Linked DNA regions of Zea mays: all the other regions are linked to region 2. A link is a contact called in public Hi-C data. All regions are on one chromosome and are shown on one strand. The core of a region is the stretch at or near the end of the contact, and the rest is flanking DNA. Distances in the headings are between cores, read along the strand shown. Region 1 holds the start of LOC100277479. Region 2 holds the start of LOC100383403. Region 3 holds the start of LOC103633327 (protein FAM133-like).

Region 1 (2,700 bases), core at 13-2,512, 210 kb before region 2:
AAAGCAATTTCACCAAGAATCATCAGTGGACTGGTAGCAAGGAGATAATAGCTTTCCTATGCCCGCTAATACTTCACCAAGCAAACATCCCAATTAAGTAGAGCTGCCCTAAACAATGAACATGAACGTTGCAACTTAAAAACCGCCTACAACATGAAAGCCAGCCAAAAGCCCAAAAACAAGCAAACATCCACGAGAACCTTCCCACCCAATAGTTCTTAGGTTCTAGCAGCTCGTAAAACGCTAATGCAAATGGTCACTTCACGTTAAAGCTCACTATGTACAAAATTATATACAGTTCTGGTATCTAAAATTAGTTGAACAGGCAACCATACAGAAATGGTCACACCACTACTCCGAAAACAATAAATTTTGGATATTCTTAGTTGTACCCCTCACAGAGAATGTACACGATATAAATTAAATCAACCAAATACCAGTCTTGAATCATTTTGGGACAAGATTTTTAAAGAAAAATTTCCTTAGACCCCGTTTGCTTAGTTAGAATTGAATTCAATTTTAATAATTATAATTTAGACAAAACTAATTAAGTTTAAATATTTATATATATAATATATTTATATATTATCCTAAATCATATGAGAGAAATATTTACCTACTACATTTATGTTATAGCGGCGCAAGTAGAAGAGTGTACTATAAGTTGTACATCGGAAAATAGCATGTAAATCTATAAAATCAATTTCTATATCTCACCTCATAAATTTAAGATAAGCTTATATGATAACTTTGGAAAGTGTTCGAATGTCACATTCTAAAAAAATAGTCTATTTTATTAGTAATATTTAAATTCCTCAAAATAAAAAAAAACAAACAGAGTTTTAAGCAAACCTTGGACTGTTAGGGCTAGTTTGATGGACATAGAAATGGATGGATCAATGGAGAGATCTATTCAATGAATAGCTGAGCACAGATACCATCTAGCGTTCTACACCCAGCCAGGGGCGACGCGAGCGTAGGGCAGCACCGACGAGGACATGCCCTTCCCGGGGCCGTACATGCGGCCCATTGCGGCGAACAGTGACCGGCGGCAGCGATCAGGAGGGAGAGCGAGTGACAAGTTGGCGGCGGCGGCGAGACGGAAACCTAGAAGGAGGAAGGCTGGAAATACCAAGAGGCTGTTGGCACATTAACGATTTCTGATATTGGGCCGGTTCACACGGTGAAGCCTAACATAAGCCCAGCCTGATGCTGGCCCGTCGCCGTTCCGGGAGTCTTGATCTCGGGCTCTCGGCCCATCTAACAGCATCAAGCGAATAAACCGGTCACACCGTGACCACGAGATCGGCATGTCCACGAAATCGTGGTTCATTTTGAACTTCCCATCCCAACCTAATGGCTATGCTATGTGAGAATTTTTATTTTTGAAAAAAGAGTTTCTTCGAGACTCTACGCGTGCATACTTTTAGACCAAGTTTTATCAAGCATAACTATGGTCCAGTAACGATTTGTGTGGAAGGAGAACTGGAGAAGGACTGTTTCAAATAGAGTCGAAACCACAAAAAGCGTGTCTTGTTCAAGAAGCATTTGAAAAAGAGCCTTGACAAACGGACCCCGTACAGAAAAAACCTTCTCAAACCAATCCTCTATTTTAAACTAGCAAAGTGCTCGTAGCTTGTTACGATTTCTATGTATATTTGAGTATAAAGTATAAAATATAAGGACGACGGTTTCTATGTATATTTGAGTATAAAGTATAAAACATAAGGACATATGTTTTGTTGGCTAGGTGAGTTTGAATGTGAGTTTAGAACCAACAAACATGGTTCGAATCTTCATTTATACATAATTTTAGATTTTATCAACTAAATGTTAAAATATAGATCCGACCGAGTCAGGGATGAGGGTTGATTGTAAAAGTAACGACGGGTAGAAATTTCGAGTTGCGAAGGAAAAGCATGAAACCCGACAATGTCAACTCTCAACTCTACATGTTAGAAGGAGCTAAATCAATAGGTGCTGAAGAAAACTGGTGCTTTAATATAGTAGAGATTAGAGACAATTAAAACTAACAAGTTATCATCGGTTAAACACCACGCTCAAAAACTCCATCAGCTTCTTGAGCTCATCTTCATCTACAAAGCTAAGATATCATATAACCATCTTCTCATTCCCTCCACCATCGATGTCCTAATCGTCTCCATCAATTTACATCGCCAATTTATTTTAATTTTTTCTTTATAACATGTTGGTCGAAATCGTTGAGCGCGAGATTTGGCACATGGCCGCGGTCGGACGGTTCACTCATGTGGCTCCGACAATCCACGGTTGTAAACCAGACGGTCCGCGATTACATTAATTCATGCGAGAGTCCTTATCCTGCGCATGTTTATCCAACTAACCACGCGGAAATCTGTTGAGAAGCGCATTGGAACGGGTCTAGGCCACCACTCCATGCTTATCAAGTCGTCCTTGAAGTGTCACCTTAGCGTCGCTTAGATGCTAAGGCGTGCTCGGAACCTAAGGTGTCTAACACGCCTTGCTCTGGAGTGTAAGGCGTTCGCGGGGCATGGATGGGACGTCGGTGAGCCGCTGTTGGGCGACAGTGCGACGCCTTGGGGAGTTAGGATTTTGAGGGGGGGCGAGCATGGCACATCCTCGACAGTGCGCTTGCTCTGCTCCCTCGCAGCGGCGACGCTCAATTCACCACTGGTGGCGCGGCTCTAGGCGGCGCATCTT
Region 2 (2,700 bases), core at 35-2,534:
TCTCGGACGGTGCTCGCTTCTCCGTCGGACGGTCCGTAGTGTAGACTTGTGTTTTTGCAGTGTTCCTGTCCGAGGTCACCTTGGTGCCGCGGACGGTCCGCCGCAAGAGCCCGGACGGTCCGCACTTAGGTGTTTTCCAAAAAGCTTCTCCTGTCCGGAATAATCTACGGTATTCCGGATAGTCGACTTAGAATGGTTGTAGATGAACTTATGCACATGTGAAATGATCAACTGGGCAAACTGGTTAGTCCACGAGGTTTGTGATGGTCGTCAAACACCAAAATCGATTATAGGAAATATTGAGACTATTTCTCTTTCACCAACCTCGTCTCCTGGACCACCAAGCATCTGCCTGTCGTCTCTCGCTCCAGCGCTGAGACCAAGTACCATGTTGTGGCTAACGGCGTGGCCGAACCTTTTGACTACGCTAGCTTCTCCAGGAGGTCCACAACCCTCTCCAGCGTGCCGTCCTCGTCTACATTTGTTGCTTCCGTTTTGAAATCTGAGCCTGGTAGAGCAAAAAATTGGAAATTAGTTGTCCATATAAGCCCACATTTGTTGCTTCCGTTTTGAAACTATCTCAATTTTCCTCGATACGTTTATTGCTTTCTATGCATAAAACAAATCTTACTCACGACACGACACTTGCCATGGTAGCACTTCAGCTATATTCACTGCAAGTTACCCAACGTTTTCAGCCATTTCTAGGACAGTACATTCAATTGCAGTTAACTGGGGTTTCCGTATTCGAACTTTAGCGAACCTTGCCACTTGGGTGTGTAAACAAAATTTCACCAATACATGATTTGCGCAAAAGGGAAAACAATGTCTCCTGCCAACGGTAAACAACTGTGAAATGCATGGAAGGCAAAATTTTAAGCAACTTTGGAAAGAGTCAGCTAGAAAGGGTGGAAGCTTCTATTTATGATGATTTTGTCCAAATTTGTTTTATACAATATTGCACCTGTGTCCAACTCAATAGAAATCACTCAATAGATGAAAATATATAGAAATAACTCCCTAATTTTCTTATAATTCTTAATATATATTCACTTTATTTTTTTATATTTATCGTATCGTTAGCATCTACGGAGGAGTCCTGCCTCACATCACAGTTCATCGAAAATCGTAGTTCTTGACAAATGAATCATGAACTCTTGCGAGTGGGATCACTTTGCTTTTTTTTTTTTGTAGTCGATCTATCCAACAAGCCCGGCCGGAGGTTTAAACTTATCAAATCACGTGAAAAGATAGCTCGCCGACGCTGACGCAGTCCGGAAACGCGTCGCCCAGACGCCCACACATCCATCCACAACGGTAAAGCCGCCGCGGCGATGTCTTCCGCACCCCCGCCTCCGCCGTCTCTGAACCCCGAAGTGCCCCCGCGCATCGTCCGCGCCCCCCCGCGCCGGCCTCCTCCGCGCGCGCCCGGTCCGCCGCCTTGGGCGGAGCGTCGGCCTGCCGTGTCCGTCGACCTCGACCGCGGCCGTCGCTCGGTCCGCACCGAGGTGGACGGCGTCCGCGCCGCGTCGCTCCCTGCGCGACACCGCCTCCGCGTGGAGGGCAACCGGTGGCAGCGGGACTGGAAGGTGTCCGAGGTCGTCGCGCGCTTGCTCGCGCTGCCTCATGCCGACGCGGACGCCGTCGACGCCGTGCTCAACTGCTGGGCCGGTCGCTTCGCACGCCGCAACTTCCCGCTGCTCATCAGAGTAAGCCCCATTCTCTCCCTTTTGGTGTTGATGCTACTATTGGCCAGTAGTGTGGCATTCAAATGGTCAAATGGCTCGAGAGGAGCAGTACGCGGTGAACTTATAGTGCAGCATCTATTTCACCTAGTTACGTTGAGTTCTAGTTGGTATCGATGCTAACAAGTTCATTCTCAGTTGAGCTTATGACCATTTTCGCTATGCAATGATTACAAATTTACAACCACCACTTTTATTTGTTGCTAACATGCTATTAGATAATCAATTTACCGTAATAGTGCAAGTATTCTGTAGCAACTATCTTTAGTGCTTTATATAAGGATTAAACTAGGGACTACGGTAGCCCTGCGTCTATTTGCAGGTGGCATCGGTAACTCTGCTTATATTTTGTTTTGTCTATGGATTTTATAACTGTGCACACTAGCTCCATTTACTTTGCAGTATTTGTTGCTATGTTTCTCAGATAGGCATTTACAACTTTGATGTTCACTATCAATATGTCTCTAATCTACAGCTTTCTCAGTCACTTCAGAAAATCTAGTTGTTCTCGCAATACTCAATTGTTGTCATATTTTTGTGGGTGTGTTATTAGAGACTGTATTATAGAACACCTTAGTAGCTGCTGCACTTGCAAGTCATGGTTCTTATTTTGTAACAAACCAAACATCTCTATAATTTCACTGATTACATGTTAGCCTGTTCCAGTGATAATGCACTCACACAGTTTGTGTCACCTGTAGGAAATTGCAATTTCTGGATCCTTGAAACATGCTGTGCATGTGTTCCGCTGGATGAAAAATCAGGAGAACTACTGTGCTCGCAATGACATTTATGGCATGATGATTAGGTTACATGCTAGACACAACAAGGTTGATCAAGCACGTGGCCTGTTCTTTGAGATGCAAGAATGGCGGTATGAGTGCATATGTCATACTTTCAACACCTTATGACCTTAAACAATGATTACCTATTTACCTATTCTTTTTTTTCACCC
Region 3 (2,700 bases), core at 156-2,655, 170 kb before region 2:
GCTGAACTCCACGAACTGTGGCTGTGAGAAACCTTGAATTTGGACGATGCCTAACATTAGGTTTTCGAAGATATGCATGAACACCTTCCCTGTCAGCCTCTAACTGCAATCTCCGCGCCTCTTCAATTAGCAAAGAAGCAAGACGATTCTCTGTCTCCAGGTCCATTGTCTAACTCAAAGTTCAACAACTGGGAATCCATAAATGGAATCTTTAGTAATTCAAAAAAATATGATAACATCAAAAGTAATAACCAAACAATTATTGGCACATACTCCATCAATGTTTGTTAGAGCAAAAACAAGAAACTTCTAGATTTCAATCACATAATCGATAACAATGTCTTGATCTCTATTATTTTGCTCAGGCATAGGCGTAATGTGGCCACACCGCTAGGACAATAAAAAACATATTTCTATAGCATAAAACCAAATAATTTCGTACACCATGCAAAATTATTGAATATCATTCAGTCATTATCAAGGTGCAAAGGTGTAGGAATCAAACAGTTCATAATGAGCAATTATATAATACAAAGTGCCTATATACGTGCTATCCATCCTGATAAAATATTTTTTCAGAGCATTACCAGCCAAAAAAAATTCTCAAACTGTGCACAAATGAGTAAAGAAAGAAAGTATAAAACGTAATTGAGCATTTCTTATAAATGGTCCTTAAACAACAAACCTACGGAAAACACAAAGTTTGACTAGTGTCATATAGATCAGAGATGCCGTTGTGTTGTTTGAACAGGAAAATTACAATTTACCACATGGCATTACTTAATGCGCCACAGGGTTTAATTTGAAACGTCCAAATTCTGGGAAATAACTAATACTAGTGGTGCGAGTTTGAGACAGAATAACAGCTGCAAACAAACCAGGAGAGGGGGGGGGGGGGGGGGGGGGAGATGGAGTAATAAGCAATCAGTCAGGAAATGTCAAAAGGCATGGAGAACTACACACATTGCACCGAACATAAACTGAATTATCGCATTTTATCAAGCCGTGGGATCCAGTTGAACCCCAAATTCTAATTCCTCCGCAAGAATTTACTATGCTTGTATCCACGCAGTAAAGAAACACGCAACAAATTGTGGGACTATAGCAGGAAAGATCTGGATTCGATTCCTCAGAGGATCCAGCATAAAAAGATCCCAAAAACACGACGCACGATCCGTCGAAGCAGCCAAACCAAAATAGGGTTCCTTGGTCCTTACCAGATGAAGATGGAGAAGAAACCGATCCAAACCCCCGGACGGATCCCCTCGCCGCGCCGATCCACCGGCACAGAGGAGGCGAAGACGAGCGCGCCCGTTCTTTCTCGCCGCTGTGGAGGGGATAAGGGTCGAAGAAGACTTCGTAGGGTACAGGCGTAGCGGGCTCAGACCTGCGGGCGCGTAGGGCAGCGGGAGGCGGGCGAAGGAGGCGCGTAGGGCAGCGGAGAGGCGGAGAGCAGAATGATTTTTTCGCCTTGCCCTCAAGATTATATAGTCCAATCTCCGTTTGGTTCATGCGGACTTGCGGGGTACAAGAATCTCCATCACGCACGTAAACGTAAACCGAGATAATGCACCGGAAGCTTCATAATTGTGGATAGTCTCTTAGTTAAGACCATGTTTGTTTTAGATTAATCTAGTTTAAATAATCTAGACAGTAAACAAACAATCAAATTATATTTATAGATTATATAATTTAAAGCTTAGATTAAGTTTATTAGAGATTATTTTTGCTAAAAGACATACTACCTGTGGTTATATTAATAAAAATTACAACCTCAGTCATTCTTCTTCCCTCTCGCGACACGCAAGAACATCGTTTCCTGTACCGCATTCCCCTCCATACCCCCCCCCCCCCCCCCCCCCCCCCCCCAATCGCCCTTCTTAGCATCGAAACACGCAAGTCCATGGCGTGCGGAGCGGCGGACGCGGCGTCGCTGTCGGCACCACCGGCGCGGGACATGCTCTTAGCATCGCGAGTACAGATGTACATTTGGGCCGGGGCTCATGGATGGGTTCGAAGCATGTAAAAAAAACACGACTCAGTCATGACACAACGCGAAATATTTTAGTAACGGGCCGACACGGTTCGATATATCGAGCTAAATTTGGGTCGAGGTCGCGGTCTATAGGCAGACACAAGCATGATCCGTTTAAGGTAGACACGAAATAGCTCATATAGAGAAAAGGTCTATATCTATACTATACTTAAAGCACTAGTTTCAACGATCGTCTCGCGTCATCTTTTTATAAATAACCCCTCACAACTATTTTAAATTAATCCGTTGCACGCATATAGATGGCCACCGTTGTCTAACCAGTAGAACATCATGCTCATATATTTTTAATATTAAATATAAATTATATATATGTATATATGTTTTTTTAAAATAAAAAATATAATCGTGTCAGGTCGGACCAGCACTACGTGCCGAGGATACAACTCAAGCACGGCACAACGTTCTTGGCTCTTGCAAGCATTAGGTCGTTTCGGAGATCACATTGGCGCAATGAACTCCATGGTGTTTGAGGTTGCTGAATTAGATGAAGCAACAATAATTGTCACACTTATAGTAAAATGAAAGGTTATTTGTTGGTTTAAACGTTAATAATTGCTACGAAGTAGCATAATTTATATGCAGCGCATCCAGTTTATATTGATGTCTGACTTTAGCAATCACTCCATATTTTTATCTGTCTTTTT

The links. Hi-C and Micro-C count contacts between places; a contact is called where the count stands out from the background.
Region 1: a contact with region 2 is called in a Hi-C map of ear, with 3 times the contacts expected there. The contact joins the promoter of LOC100277479 here to the promoter of LOC100383403 in region 2. A contact is called at or near these places in 11 of 25 Hi-C or Micro-C datasets (bundle sheath, ear, endosperm and 4 more) and 1 of 3 datasets of contacts at active chromatin or transcription factors (leaf).
Region 3: a Hi-C map of ear shows a contact between it and region 2, with 2.8 times the contacts expected there. The contact joins the promoter of LOC103633327 here to the promoter of LOC100383403 in region 2. A contact is called at or near these places in 4 of 25 Hi-C or Micro-C datasets (ear, endosperm, root tip and 1 more) and 2 of 3 datasets of contacts at active chromatin or transcription factors (leaf and seedling).

What each region holds. Positions count from the first base shown.
Region 1 is chr7:168,856,124-168,858,823 of Zm-B73-REFERENCE-NAM-5.0, reverse strand. It overlaps LOC100277479, which reads right to left and starts at 1,262. Exons shown (of 2, transcript NM_001349004.1): 1 at 853-1,262.
Region 2 is chr7:168,644,444-168,647,143 of Zm-B73-REFERENCE-NAM-5.0, reverse strand. It overlaps LOC100383403, which reads left to right and starts at 1,284. Exons shown (of 10, transcript NM_001176058.1): 1 at 1,284-1,709; 2 at 2,447-2,619. The coding sequence starts at 1,335.
Region 3 is chr7:168,811,013-168,813,712 of Zm-B73-REFERENCE-NAM-5.0, reverse strand. It overlaps LOC103633327 (protein FAM133-like), which reads right to left and starts at 1,405. Exons shown (of 4, transcript NM_001353473.1): 1 at 1,218-1,405; 2 at 1-188. The coding sequence starts at 166.